2 separate regions of the Mus musculus genome follow, and region 2 is linked to region 1. A link is a contact called in public Hi-C data. All regions are on one chromosome and are shown on one strand. Each heading gives the region's core, a stretch centred on a gene start, on an enhancer-like site or on the middle of the called end of the contact. The rest is flanking DNA. Distances are from core to core; before and after follow the strand shown.

Region 1 (7,491 bases), core at 3,079-5,578:
ATAATTCCAGCTCCGGGGAAGCAGAGGGAGAATTAGAGAGTTCTAGGCTAGGCTGGGTTACATAGGGAGACTCTGGCTTAAACAAGGCAAAACCAAACCAAACAAAAATTAGAGCCCCCAAATTTTACTCTTTGCAGTGGGGTGGGTTGTCACGAAAGGCTTTGTCAGATTCCCATCTTACAATTCTGCTTAGTTTTATCTCTGAATACACACGCGTCCATTGTCGCCTTGATATTTTTGCATGTTGAGCGAGTGGTGGTTTTGGAAGAACACGAGGGGCTGAGCAAACCCCCGGCTGGACAGGGTTTGTGGAAGCACAAAGGTTAATGACCTGCAACACAAATTGGCTGGCTGGAGCGGTGGTCTCTCTGCCCCTGGGGCTTTGTCCCTGCCCTTCTCTCCTTTGCCGAAGGGCCTTGTTCCGTGGGGACAAAACAAACAGGGGCTGTCAGGACCGAATTGGCCTCTTCAGCCACACAATGAGAAGTGGGAGTGGGAACAATTACTCCAGACACAGCCCCGAGGTTTACCTAAATTATCTGGGTAATTGCCTCCATTTTAAGCTTGGATTTGGGCTCTGAAAATCCTGGAGCTTCAAAATGATAAATAATGAGGTTCTCATTGAGGCCAAAGTCGAGAGGGGGCTGGGGGCAGAGGGGGACAGAGAGGCAGTCTTGGGGGGAGGGGGGACTTGTGGTGAGGTCTTGTTTGGGTGGGAAAGCTTGCCTGGTTCACGGAGAGTCTTCCAGCCTCAGTTTCCTGGGCTGGTCCTCAAAAGTGGGGGGGGGGGGTCACTTGGAAATGGGGGTGGGGGAGAAAAGGGGAAAAGAGAAACTGAGGAGAAAGGTGATCAGAGGTGTGGGGGGAGGGAAGGGGAGGGAGGGGAGGGAAGGGGAGGGAGGGGAGGGAAACAAGACAAGAAAGAATGGGAATAAAAGAAAGAAAAGAAAGGAAGAGACAGGGGTGGAGAGGGAAAAGAGAGGTGAAGAAGTCAAGGACAGCTCTTGGTGTGCCCTGACTTTGTATAGGATGAAGTATTAGCTTCAGAAAGGAATAAACATCCCCTGTCTCCTCCACACAGCCTGAAAATAAGTGTATACGTGTACATGTATACACACACACACATACAAATGCACACATGCACACACATGCATACACAGATACACATACACATGCACAATGCACACATGCATACGCATGCACACACATATACACAGACACACATACACATGCACACATGGGCACATGCATACAAACATGCACCCATGTGCACACACATGCACACATGCATACACAGACACACATACATGCTCACGCACATGCATACACAGACACACATACACATGCACACACACATACACACACAGGCATGCACACAGACACATGCATACACGCACATAATGCACATGCATGTGTGCACTCACACACACACAGAAACATCCCAGGGAGCTTTAGCCTTTGTCTCCCAGCTTCAAGCTAAATGGATCACTCTTGTTCCATCTCCCACCCTCCTTGATCAACCTTTAGCTGGGTTGTTTTCAACAGAACACAATGTGCAAGTGAGTGAGCGTGGTCAGGTTTCATTTGAACTTGACTGAGTAGTTCTATGTGTGTACTGTTCATTGAGAAAAAAATTTCCTTCCATTCCAAGGGTGGTGGTGCATGCCTTTAATCCCAGCGTTCAGGAGGCAGGGGCAGAAGGATCTCTGTGAGTTTGAGGGCAACCTAGTCGGGAGAGAGAGAGAGAGAGAGAGAGAGAGAGAGAGAGAGAGAGAGAGAGAGAGAGCCTGTTTTTTAAAAGGGCAAAACAAAACAAACGTCCCTCATGCATCTGGAAGGTAAAGTGGAGGGTTCTGGTCCGCACCAATCACCCTAGTGCTTAGGATGAGGACCCGAGGCTCTGAGGCGAGCTAGGCAGTATAGTGATGCAGTCTCTAAAATGAAACTTGATCTATTGTCCCCAAATCAAAATAAAACTGTAAGCAAGGGGCTGGAGAGATGGCTCAGCAGGTAAGAGCACTGACTGCTCTTCCAGAGGTACTGAATTCAAATCCCAGCAACCACATGATGGCTCACAACAACCGTAATTAGATCTGATGCCCTCTTCTGGTGTGTCTGAAGTCAGCTACCATGTACTTATTCATTATTATAATAATAAATAAATCTTTGGCCCAAAGCGAGCAGGGACTGGGCAAGCAGAGTCGTCTGGAGCGAGCAGGGTTGACCGGAGTGAACAGAGGTCCTATATTCAATTCCCAACAACCACATGAAGGCTCACAACCATCTGTATAGCTACAGTGTACTCATATACATAAATAAATAAATCTTAAAAAAAAAAACTGTAAGCAGGGCTGGGGACTTGGCTCAGTTAGCAAGGTGCTTGCCCTAGCACACATGCACAAGCTCTGGGTCTCATCCCTAGCACCACGTAAACTGGGTATGGTAGCAAATGCCCATGATCTAGCACTTGAGACATGGAAGCAGAAGGATAGAGTTCAAAATCATCACCAAATCGGAGGTCAGCCTAGACTATGGGAGACCTTGCCTTCGAACCAACTAACCAATCAACCAAATGTAACCTTCCTTATCAGTGTGAAAGCAAGTGGTGGGTACTGTCAGCCTGTAGGTCATGTCCTGTCCACCCTGTCAGTGTCTCCTTGTGCCCACAGGGAGAACAACAAGGCGTGCTAGAGAGACAAATGGTTTGAAGCAAAAGGAGAAACCGGGATGCAGAGGGTAATCTTTTATATTGAACACTCCTACAGGAAACCTTTTTTTTTTTTTTTTTTTTTTTTTTTCCGGCTGGCCCATCATGAACCAGGACTGGACAGGAGTCCCAGCCCAGTCCTGAAGTTCAGCAAAGGCATTCTGGATGAAGTGCCAATGATGACCTCAAGAGGGCGTGCCTGAGGGACTCGGACTCAAGCAGTGGCTCCTAACCAGGGCTGATGCTGTCAACGTGGTTCAGGGCAGCATCCAAAGACATCTTAGGTTGTCTCCCAAAGCGTCTGTCTAGTGGGCAGATACCAGAGCTAAATGGCACTACCCCTTCCTGAATTCATAGACAGGACATCCCTGAGCTCATAGAACCAGCCAGTTGTCACCAGTGCCCAAGTTTGAAACCTAGGCTGAGGGAGCACTGGGAGAAGGAAGGTGACAATTTGGCCTTGAAATAGCTTGCTTCTGAAGAGTCGGGTGGCGTGCAGTTGAGAAAGGAGAGGCCAGGTCACTCCTGTCCGAGGAGGCCACTGAAGATGATGCTGTTCTATGATCATAGGACTTTTTGAAACGTGCTTCCGAGCAGGACTTTGGGATCATTCCCACTATTGGATAACTGGTAAGTTTGAGGTGAAGCAGACAGTGAATTTGATGAGCTCCAGATACGAGGATTGTGAAAGAGGGAGTCAAGGATAATCATTTAGAGACATCCACAGGAACCCAGTGGTCCAAGGACAGCTTAGAGACAATGAGCAGAAAGGTACAACCTGGGCATCATTCATCCTACAAGACCGTCATCTTCATCCTCACACAAGCTCCAAAAATTCTCTGCCATCAAGTTACATGCTGGTCCTTGGAGTATTTTAATTATCTAATAAATCGATAAAAATAATTAAATGACAAAATTAATAACTAAATCAATTAATCATAATAAAAATAATTAATAGAATAATTTAATTAACAAGTATGTATACAATGTATGTGAGTGTAAGCATGTGGATATAGCTCAGAGGACAGATTCTGGGAGTTTGAGTCTCCTTGCAGCTTATGAAGTACCCCAGGCTGGCCAGACTGTGACTTTCAGTTCTGACCTCCACTCCCACGCCCCATCTCCCCGTAGGAGTGCTGTGAGCTCAGATACATTCCTCCACATCCGACTTTTAAAAACGTGTCTTCTGAGGTTCACACTCAGCTGCCAAGCTTGCTCTGCCGGCACTATACACTCACCTCATGGCATAAGAGATGTTACACAACTTGATCAAGGTACCAAAGCAATATTGTAGCAAGGTACAAAAACAGGTCCTGTTGTTTTTATTCTACATCGTATCTTTGTGCCTCAGTACCATGTTTCCCTCCTTCCCTTACTTTATTTTTGTGCAACTTGGCATAGAATCTAGGGGCAAGCTCTACCATCCACCCCCAGCCCTCTTTCTTATTTTTAAGAGACTTGTTCTCTGCATTCGAAAAATCTCCGTGAACTTCTCCGGTGCAACCAGCAGATGGCAGCAAAGGAGCGGCTTAGCGAAGCCATGGGCGCCTGACTCACGCTGGCCGCAACTGCTCATAGCTTTTTCCCAAGGGAAGAACCCAGAAGCAGCTCAGGTAGAGTGCAGTTGTCGGTTGCCCGGTCCTGTTTTAACCTGAAGAAATCGAGAAGCGCCAGGAGGGTGCCGCTCCCATTCCAGTCATCTCCAAAGTGGTCCTGTTTAAAGACAGAGCAAAGGACCTGTATCCTCATCATCTGGAGAGGCAGACACCTACCTACACTTTATGACCTGCCTTCAAGAAAATCCTGGGGGCAGGCTCGGAGTGGAAGAGAGGTTGGTGTGGCATTTGTCTTGAGAAATGGGTGGTGTCTGGTGGGCAGGCTGGAGTCTCTTGAGTCAAGCAGGCAGCTTCCGATTTCATGGATGGTATTTTTGAAACAAATCTTGGGGCTGAGCAGGATACAGCCGGGCTGAGCTTACTCGTGGGGTAGCGAAGAGGCCTTCCTCCCCAGTAATCAGAAGGAAATAAAGAAAAACGGACCATAGATGTCCCCTTTGTTTCCTGAGCGTTTCTTTAGATGGTCATGGATTTTTTTTTTTTATGATAAGTCAAAAATTACACAGTAGTGGAGAAAGGTAGAAAACACACCCAGGCTAGCCTCTACCTTCTTCCTAATTCGAGGTCCTCTGTGCAGGCTTGGCTTGGGGGGGGGGGAGCCAATTACATATCACTGAAAGTGTTCCTGCGTTTTTGTTTTTTCTCATCTTTGCTCTGACTTCTATACAGGTGTTCCCCCAGGCCCCAGAGTAGCCTTCCTCCAACATCCACACAGGTATTTCCCAAAAGCCAACCCCACCCCACCCCACCCCTCATGTATGTCTTAGTGGAGAAAGTTTGGGATCCCAGAACTTGGAAGAGTCTGACGCAAGAGCACTGAGATTTGGTGGGGAGAGGGGTCCACGTGGGATGCAGGAGAAAAGGCTGTCATCAAACAAGATACCATCAAACAGAAAACTAGAATGTCCTGAGAGGGTTGGAGGGGGCATGGAGCAGAGGAAACCTGGCTAACCTTGACAGTATGGTGAACATTGAAGCCACATCCCCCCCACTCCACCCAGTCCCAAGCCGGGACCCCAGAAATCTCCCCACAAAAGGGCCTCCCCTACAGTTTCCTATACCTTCCACCCTGGCCTCTAGTGAGAAGTAATTTTGTTTTATGAAAAGTAGTTGCTTTTTATTGCCTGGGATAGCCTAGAGAGGGTGACCCTCCCAACAGGAAATTAACAGAGAACTCATTGAGGGTGATAATGACTGCTCATAATCATTCGGCTGATAAGTTAATATAACTGATTAATCAACTAATTATACAGTGCCCGAACACACCTACTTCCTTCAGCCTTCCCATTTAAAATAAGCAGGCTAAGACCAGGCGCTACGAGTGGGAAGTGGGAAGTGGGGAGTGGGGTGTGTGTGTGCTAAAGTTAAATTTAACCTAGGCAAGCCCCAGGCTGAAGGCACCATCTTAAATCTTAAGTCCAAATGTTCCTAAACCCCATTGGTTATTGTCCCCTGAGCAGTGTGTGAGTAGGTCATTGGTTAGGATCACACATCTCCGAGAATCTGAACTTCTACTGCCCTTTCAGAAGGCTGTGCACATGTAAACTACATTTTCTGTGTAATTTTCACGGGCTCCTCAAAAAATAGCCCTATAGAATAGCCAGTGAGCTCAGAGTAGCTGACCTTGGGGAGAGCAGGCTGGGCTGGGCCGATAGAGGGGTTGCTTTTCCTGTGTGGTGGCTCCTGAGTTGTTTGGTTATGGCACTGTCTTTCCAAACCTGCTCTTCCCAAGGCTCTCTGCCAGATTGGGAGAACTGGGAGATAGCTAGAGCTACTGCCAGGGTGAAGAATGCCTCTTCTAGGCACAGAGAGATTTAAAAAAAAAAAATCCTACAAGATGCTGGTTCTGGGGACTGAGATAAATGAATGACAGCCCCACAAAGGTGACCGGAAGGAAGGAAGGTCTACCCGAGGGTCAGTTTGGTGTCCATAGTGTCCTTGACACTTGGAGACTTTGGTGAGGCCAAGAAAAATGCTGGTGTGAAAGAATACAAGTCCAGGGTTGGCTCTGGGGTCCTGGGGAGGACAAACCACCGCTCTGGGGACCAGACAACTCAGCAATCCGAAACCAGAGCCCAGGTCATTAGCAGGAAACCAAAGTGCCGGGGTATCGAATTTCTAAAAGTGCCAATACTGGGCTGCCTGGGATCCTAGCACTGGTGCAGCTGGTGGTAGGGGCATGTGAAAAACCAGATGGCACCATCAGTCGGTACCCTGTTCTAAAGAATTCTTTCCGGTCCCCCTGGTTTTGTCTCCTATTCCTGAGGCTTAGACCAAAGCTGGGAGACAAGTCTTCAGTTTGGGTCCTCTGCACCTTATGGGGGTGGGGGTGGGGGAATGTGTGTGGCCTACAATCGCCCAGGGGCTGGTCCTCTGTCTAAGATCTCTGGCTTCTCAGCAGAACCCTGGTTTTTACTCCCTTTCTGTCTCTTGCAATTAAAGTCACATCGATGCGATGCAAATAGAGGACCTGAAAGGAAAAACAAAAACAAAAACAAAAAAAAAACCCAAAACCTGCATTTGCAGAGGTTTCTAGAAAAGGAACAGAACAAACTAGCAAAGTATAAACACGATCTTCCCAGAATCCCCACCTGCAGAGCCTGTGTCTGTGTCTGTCCAGCTCTAGGCCTTTGCTCCTGGCTAAAGAGAACAACTGTAGACTCTGGGGATCCCAAGGGGCATCTGAGCCTGGGAGCCTAGGACACTCAGCTTCGTCCCTGATCTGCCAGAAAGAGGAAGCCAGGATATAAACCTTGGGCCTGCTTGACTAACCACTCTAGTATTTGGTTGAGGACGAATTAATCCCTTCTACCTGGCATCCACAGGGCCTCAACCTCCAAGTCTTCACCTGGAGAGAAAGAAGTCCTGATTCCAAATCAAAGCCCTACTTTGACAATTGCACCATGGGATTCACACCAAAATTACAATCCTGACCTCTGAAGAATGGAAGCAGCCGATCCCCAAGCCGACCCACAATTTCTCTGTATCCGGGACTGCAGGTAGGGACACCTGAGTTAGGAAGAAAGGTTGTGTTCTGGGGCGCCAGCAGAGCTCAGGTTAACGACTTTAATCTGCCTGCGTCTGCGTACTGGCGCTTTCTACCACGGGGCCTGAAAATCGAACGCCCTTTACAGGGTTAATCGTGCGAGTGACTGAGGTCACTTCGTG
Region 2 (7,491 bases), core at 2,679-5,178, 140 kb before region 1:
TTAAAGAAAGAGCGCTCTGACTTCTGGGGAGTGATGGAAAGTCTAGGGCGACCCATGGCATCTGCCTACAGCTCCCTAGGTGAGTTGGAGCTTGCGTCCAGCAGCATCTCAGTCCTTAGTACCTGCTGTCTCTTCCACCAGATTGAGGCCTGGGAATTATTCCCCTCCACAGAGCTCCCCCCTAGAGGACCAGGCCATCTAATTTGGATCCATTTTTAGCTGAAACATGATTGGGAGGGGATCCATCTAGAAAACCCCACTAGGATATTTTTGTATTGTCACCCAGATGCAAAACACACAGCTATGCAAATACATCGCTGTCCGTCATCACTGGGTCTAAATATGAACATACAAAAATTTTCAATATTATTGTTGTTATTAATATTGGAGACAAAGTCTTGCTCTGCAGCCCAGACAGGCCTGGAATTCACTATGCAGCGCATAAAAGTGGTCTCAAACTCTTGGCAACCCTCCTGCCTCACCCTCCTAAGTGCTAAGATTCCAACACATGTGAGCCACTATGTAGAAATTTTCAATTTTAAAATCGTTTTTCTTCTCAAGGACCAAAAAAAGTAGTTTTCCCCCTCAGTGTCTATATTAACAATCTTTCCAGACTCTTGCCTTATCTAGCACCACCGCCCAGCCTTTCTTTGACTTGGGGCAACCAATTAAGCCTTTTAACATTTTCTCTTTCCACTGGAAGTTATTTCTAAAAACCAATACCAAAACAGTCAGACACTACTCTTCATTGTGAAACAATTATCAACCACCGACTAAAAAGTGAACTTGTTTTCCCTTTTCAAAATGTTATGTAAATTTCCCCAAACTATTCTTAAGCCTCTTTGCTTTTATTAAAAGCTATACACACATCAATTGGACAAGATTTCTAGATCAAACTCATCTCTCTGGTCAAGCCTTCCCAGTGACACCTAGTTTTAAACCTACTTAGCGCCCCCAAAAAACGATGGCCACTCAAATAACAGACCACAAGACCTCTCCCTCCACTCCGGACCAACTTCCAGTCAGCCGGGCTCTGGGTGCCTTGGTTCCAGCCCCTGTGTGCTCTCCTCGGCGGGTCAGGGAGCTCCTCCAGGCCCCGGAGCAAGATAAATGGTACTGTATGAGGGGCGAGGCGGGTTGCGCAGAGCAGGCGAGCCGAGGCGAAGGCTAAGAAAGATCTAAGGAGGGTCAAGTCATCGCTCATGCCGGCCTGAAGCGGCCGCTGACCCGACCCTTAATAAGGCATACCCAGGGCAGCTGGGAGAGAATTATCTGGCCCGTTGTTAGCTGACCCCAAATAGTCGGATAATTGAGAGCTCTCCAATAATGTAAATAGGTTTCTAAAATACGCAGGCCATAAAGATAAACGCCTCGATAAAGTGGATTGGGATAGAGTGGAATTGGGGGAGATTTGGTGAGACTAGCCAGGAAATAGAGGGAATAGCTGGCCCTGCCCACCCCCCTGCACCGTTAGCAGAGAGCTGGGCTCAGTCCTCGGTCTACGCCTGCCGCTGGGCCGGCTTTTCTTACCTGCTGGGTGAAGGCAGCCTGCGGGGATGATGGAGACTTGCTGGGAGCCCCCAGAGCACTCTCAGGTTTCGAATCGCAAGACCTGTCTTTGGAATCAGGCTCCAGAGGCGTGCGCGCCAGGCCAAAGCCCTCATCTGTATCGGCCATGGTGCGCAGGGGTTCCTGTGCCCGCGCGAGGTTCTATTCTGAGGACAAGAGAGGGAGTTGGAGAGTGTCTAGCGACATAGGGGACAAGCTGTTTGACCCTTCACTCCAAGCTGAAGGAGGCTTCAGAAAGTCTTTTTTTATTGTTATACTTTCCGACCACGCACCACCGCTTGCGAAAGACCCGCTTCAGACAGGGAGGAGGCGGCAAGGCCCCCCACATCTCCCCTGCACAGGCTCTGGGTGATAAGAGAGCTGTCCGTCAAATTTGTCTGAACTCCTGGAAGAGCCAATAAAGATAAGGCGTCGGTATTTTTGGAAGCCATCGGGTAGAAACCCAAAACAAAACAGAAAACAAAAACCTTGTGCCCCTTTGAGAAATGGTCTTTGTCAAATCCAAGAGACCATGCCAGCAATTTTTAAAAAATGAAACCTCCTAAGAGACGTTATTTTTCTACAATAGACAAAAGGCCCAGAATAACCCGCGTCTTGCAAAAATAAAAAACAGGGGAGAAAGAGATATACCCGGAGGATAGAGGATAATAACCCTCTCATCATCTGTTACAGGCATTAAAATGAAACAGCCTCTCCCCAAGCCTAAGCAATACCAATGGAAAATAAATAAATAAATAAATAAATAAATAAATAAATAAATAAATAAAGTAGCCAGGGAGAGCTGGAGGTAGATCCAAATCAGAGAGGGGCCTACAACTCGGTGGCTGACTCTCCACTGCCGGTGGCGGGGCTGTACCCTCACGGATCTTTTTCAGATCGGCTGGCTGCGGGAGAGTGGGGGGTGGGGGCGGTGGTGCAGGCGTTTTCGTGGAGTAATCAAGCTAAAGGGAATGTCTTTGAGCTTCAACGGGGCTGGCTAACTCAAACTGCCAGCCTGGCTCCCAGTCGGACAGCCTAAAATCAGTCCCAGATAAATTCTGGGCTGCAGACATTCAGTGGACTGCTAGGGAAGGAGGTACATTGGTAGGGCAGCCCCGAGTGTTCAACAGAAGAAGATGAAGCAAGCAGTTGAAATTCTTAGTTCAACCCCCTTCCTCAAGGGAGGATTTCTACCACTGCCTCTACCTCAAAACACCAGCAGACCTCAAGTAAGAGATGGCTTCCCACAGTTTTAGCAGCTTCTTAGGCAAAGAAGCCTGCATACCAGCCTGGTTTGAAGCGGCCTGAGACCTAAACCGCCACAGATCGTTTCTGAGGCCCAATTCTTTCTTCCTCTGGCCTTAGGAGCTTGGGGAAAACTGCCATGGGATCCCCCATGATCTTCTCATAACAAAGAAAAACAGGGCTGGAGCCCCACATACGCTCTCCCATTCGCGGCCAGCCATAGGGAGAAACCCTCCGGAACCCTTGCCAGGATCCAGGGAAGCTTAGAGGCCGGCGGAGACGAGCAAGATGTGGTTTGACAGAACCAGGCCGTGTGCCTTGCAAGCCTCAACGCTGCTCCCCGAGTCGCGGCAGCCTCCCGGCGGCTCCCTCTTGCCTTGAAAGGCTCGGGTAAAATCTCTGCAAGCCAGACTCTGCAGAATGCAAGACAGGGCTGGAGTCCGCCATTCTCTGTTTCCCCAGCCGACTGTGGCTGCCTGCTCCCGCCCAAGCCTCCCCGGCCATATGGTAGTACGGTTACCTCGCTCTGTACAGGGGGATGCATTCGCCACCGCCCCTCTTCCTCTTAGCAGGAAAGCCGGAGGCCAGGTGGGGGTGCAGGCATGGTGTCTCTGGAGTTTGTGCTGGGGATTGCTTGCCCAAGCTAGCTGCTACTGTTGCTACAAAGAAGTACCCACCACTAGAGCCTCCCAGCGACTGCCCACCTCCAGCACACACCTCCTCCACTGCTCGCTGGCTGTTCGCTAGCCCCAAATACTTTTAAGTTGTCGGGCTCCAGAACGGCTTAGAGGAACAGAAGACTAAATAGCAGATCTGGGAGCATCCCTAAACCCTACGATCTCAGTGTCCTGCTCTGCTCTTGCACCCCCAGAGAAGAAAAACTGGGAGACTTGAGAGAGACTTGGGAATCAGCCAGCTGTTTTCAGAGAGATGCTTTCAGGGGTTAAAGTTCCAGAATTTGAAGTATGACTTTCTCTCTCTCTCTCTCTCTCTCTCTCTCTCTCTCTCTCTCTCTCTCTCTGACAAACTAACTCAGCTGGGGTGCTCACAAAGTATAGAAAATGCTTCTCTAACTGGCTCCCTCTTCTCTCTCTCTCTCTCTCTCTCTCTCTCTCTCTCTCTGTGTGTGTGTGTGTGTGTGTGTGTGTGTGTGTGTGTGTGTGTGTGTGTGTCCTCTCCTCCCCTCCCTCCCTCCTCCCACCACCTTTCCCACTTTCTCACTAGATATACCCCAAACTCTTGAACCACTATAGGACCTGCTGATTCCCCACCCCCACTCCCTTTCCACTTCCCATCCTCTTTACCCTCCTTCCATCTCTGTTGACTGCTCTGAGCCAGTGGTTGCAGGGAGGAAAGAAAAAAAGAGAAGGAAGAGGAAGGAAGGAAGGAAGGAAGGAAGGAAGGAAGGAAGGAAAGAAGGAAGGCAGGCAGGCAAGCTACAGTAATCAAGGCAGAACTCTGGGAGCCCAGCAATTTCAATGGCCCAGCCCTGCAGAGAACCAAGACTGGATGCATTAGGCGTGTGCACACACCCATGGGCCTCTGCAGCCTCACCCGATTTCTGTCTCCAATGCTGACCTCAGACAGAGAGTGGTGTGACCCTGCCTGGCCCCTTGCAGAGCCAGGACTAGCTGCCTTGACATCTCTCCTCCACTTCAGACTCATTGTCCCCCACCCTACCCCACTCCAAGCTCTCTAGGACTTGGGGGAGAAGGTGCCTTAGGATGGGGGAACCAAGATCAAAGATGCCAAGAAATTGTTGTGTGTGCCCCCTCCTCAAGACACACACTGGAGTGTACACAGAGCAGTGCCCAGTTTTATTAAAATAATCAGTCACTGAGGGCTGGCTGGGGGTTTCAGCTGCCAGCACTCCTTGGCCTGCCCTTAGCCTCTCTGAAGTCTGCAGTTCAGAGGGTGAATAAAAGCAGCCCACAGCAGAGGCACTGGAAGTAGCTCTTGCTGTAAGCAGAACCAGGCCGGGACAAGCACAGAATGTTGCTTGAAACAAATGCCCCAAATCACATTCTGTTTCCCTCTTCAGCTTCCTTGTATTCTCTAAGTACAGGGAGTCTTTTCTGGGACTCTAATTAGAAACTACATCCTTAGAGCCAAGGACTGGAGAGAGAGAGAGAGAGAGAGAGAGAGAGAGAGAGAGAGAGAGAGAGAGAGAGAGAGAGAGCCCATAGGACTCCGGCAACATTGTAGCCTCTGTGGCTGCAAAATTTGCAGGCTGCCCTTGCAAAAACTTCAGTGGACTTTGCAGTTGTAAGCGTGGGGGCAGCTAGGGGCAACCCCACTCTCTAGTTTCCAGGTCTGTTTTCACACAGACCCTGGCCAAGGCCAGCTATTTATTTGTGCAAACACCTTCGTCACGCGCTTCTAAAAAGTCAGCTAGAAAGCCTTTGGGGTTGAACAGAGAGGCAACCTCAACCTTGGGTGCAGGACTGAAAGCTGAAAGCCGGTTGAGAGCCTGCATCTCTGGTTGAAGCATAGGGGAAATCCAGACAGACCTCGCCAATCCCTTTTACATTCACAGAGATTTGAGGATAAAATTAATCCCCATAAATAATCAGCAGGCCCTTCCCGAGAGGGAAAAGCTGGCCTTCCCCAAGCAACAACCCAGCCAGAAACACTTCCTTCCTTGGGCTTAGATGGTGCACGAAGCCAGCCACCACTCAATGTTGTTTTCTGTATTTTGCTTACAAACTGGCACACGAGATCCAGTCTTCCAGGTGATAGAAGATAAAAATCCAGTCAGGAAGGGGTTCAGCCAGGCTTAGGTAGGGTGGGAAGCAGAGGCTCTGGGGAAAATTAAGGCCGCCCTGAAGATAGATATCTGTCCCTCCCTTTAGTTTTCCCCCAACAAGACTCACCTCCAATAACCTCACTCTTTCTTCAGCCAAAAAGCCAAAAGGGTTTGCTCACTGAGGCGAGGTAGCTCACAATGAGTTTTGAAAAGACATCACCTCCCCCCCCCCCGCAAAGACACCCCCCCTTTAAAACGAAGACTTCTTCCAGGGTCTGTCAAGAAAAGCAAGTACCTCCCAGCTCGCCGTTGGTTTGTGGTCTCCGACAAATTAAATATTACTGTTTATTGCCAGGCATACCCCAATAAAATAAAGAGGCAACCAGGCGATAGCGACTATCTCACCAGCCGCTGGTCCTATTGGGCGTGGAGACGTCACAAGTCACGCAACCAGCCCGCGCCTTGTCACGCTGGACTGGGGGGCAGTGGCGGGCAGTGGCGGGAGGCTGGGTTCTCTCCCCATCTTCGTTTATCAAGGTCTACTGGAAGACACAACTCCAGCATGCCTGGACCTTGGGGGAAATAAAGAAATAAATAAACCCAGAGCCCCCTGGAGTAGAGAGTGTGAACAGGAGACACAAATAGAAGCAAAATCGATTCTCTTAGAGAGATCAAGAGAAGTGAGGACCGAGACCACTTTAGCTCCCATTTGTAAGGAAACCAAGGTTTCCTAAGGTTCGTTGCAAAAGGTAAAGGCTTCTTACTTACACAGTTTTATTTTTCTGTCGAGGAGGCCCTTTTAGCTGGTTACATTTGGGGTGCCATATCTCATGCCCAGTGCTGAAATAAGTACTGGTTGCTATCTTAGTGGATATTAGATATCTTAGATGTCTGCCAAGGTTCCTTGTAGAGAGAAAGGCCATTCGGTCTGCCGCTCCTTCAGTGAGATCCGGGGATGCAATGGGTCCCAGAGTGGCCAGACGGGGGCGGGGTGCGAGTGTGTGGTGGGGCGGGGTGGGAGAAGGGGTAGAGACGGGTGCACTGTGCAGAGGGAATTTTTTTTTCAGCGCCGGATCCTGCAGAGGGGCGAGGCGCTCTATTTTGTTTTGTGGAAATCGGCAATTATTTCTAGTTGGATCAATGGGCATAATTTCTGAGAGGTCGGGTGGGTCTGCGTAAGCTTCTACGCGCATTTGGAAACCCATTGGGTTTTGAGTTACGAAACCGCACAGACTTTCTCCCACCCCAGCGGCTCCGGGCAATAAGCTAGGCCTGCCCTACACGGAGCAAGCGAGCGTCAGGCCTTCCCGAGGGTAAGTTTCTCCTCCCGCCGCCCCCACCCCAACCCCCGCGTTGCGGGCCCCAGGAGAGCCAGACATTCCATCTGAACTTGTCCTGGGGTTTTGCGATCCCTGAAACTTTAGGATTCCCAGAAGCATGACCCGGTTCTGGTCGCAGTCCACCGAGGATTGGAGCGGCAGTGACACGGGCGGCCCTGCAGCGGTAGAGCCAAGGTCAGGCCCCAAGGGACAGCGGGGCAGCAGCCTGCAGCACAGATGCAGGACACCAGCGTGCATCCCTGTTCTCTTCCCCAAGAGTCCAGGCTGCCCGGCCTGGTGCTCCAGCTTTGCTTTCGTTTCCCAGGCGAACGAGCCCCAAATTCACGTTTTCACCCAAGAATGCAATCCAGAATCCTTGTCCCCGTATTCGAGTAGGGTGACCAGGAGAACCGAGGTGGGGGCAGGAAACCCAGACCGAGGGTGCCCCGCGAGTGGGCCGAGTTCCTTTCACTTTCCCCCATTGCTCCGCAATTTCGGGTGCAACTACCTGGGCCAAGCCCAGCTTCAGAGACTGGCCCCGTGCTCTGGAGAAAGCAACCACCACGGGAAGAGACTGCAGCCTCAGCGTCTCCTTGTCCGCTTCACCCTCATCCTCTGTGCGGGAGAGGGCAG

What was found. Hi-C and Micro-C count contacts between places; a contact is called where the count stands out from the background.
Region 2: a contact with region 1 is called in a Hi-C map of embryonic cerebral cortex, with 5 times the contacts expected there. The contact joins the promoter of Tbx5 here to the promoter of Tbx3os2 in region 1. A contact is called at or near these places in 1 of 39 promoter capture datasets (cranial neural crest), 7 of 484 Hi-C or Micro-C datasets (cerebellum, cerebral cortex, cortical neurons and 4 more), 6 of 115 datasets of contacts at active chromatin or transcription factors (astrocytes, embryonic forebrain, embryonic hindbrain and 3 more) and 1 of 9 other capture datasets (liver).

The regions. Positions count from the first base shown.
Region 1 is chr5:119,688,055-119,695,545 of GRCm38.p6, reverse strand. It overlaps Tbx3os2 (T-box 3, opposite strand 2), which reads left to right and starts at 4,328. Exons shown (of 3, transcript NR_040416.1): 1 at 4,328-4,538; 2 at 7,149-7,322.
Region 2 is chr5:119,831,100-119,838,590 of GRCm38.p6, reverse strand. It overlaps Tbx5 (T-box 5), which reads right to left and starts at 3,928. Exons shown (of 9, transcript NM_011537.3): 1 at 3,314-3,928; 2 at 1,531-1,715. The coding sequence starts at 1,677. Gm5563 (predicted gene 5563) reads left to right here and starts at 6,605. Exons shown (of 3, transcript NR_169213.1): 1 at 6,605-6,852.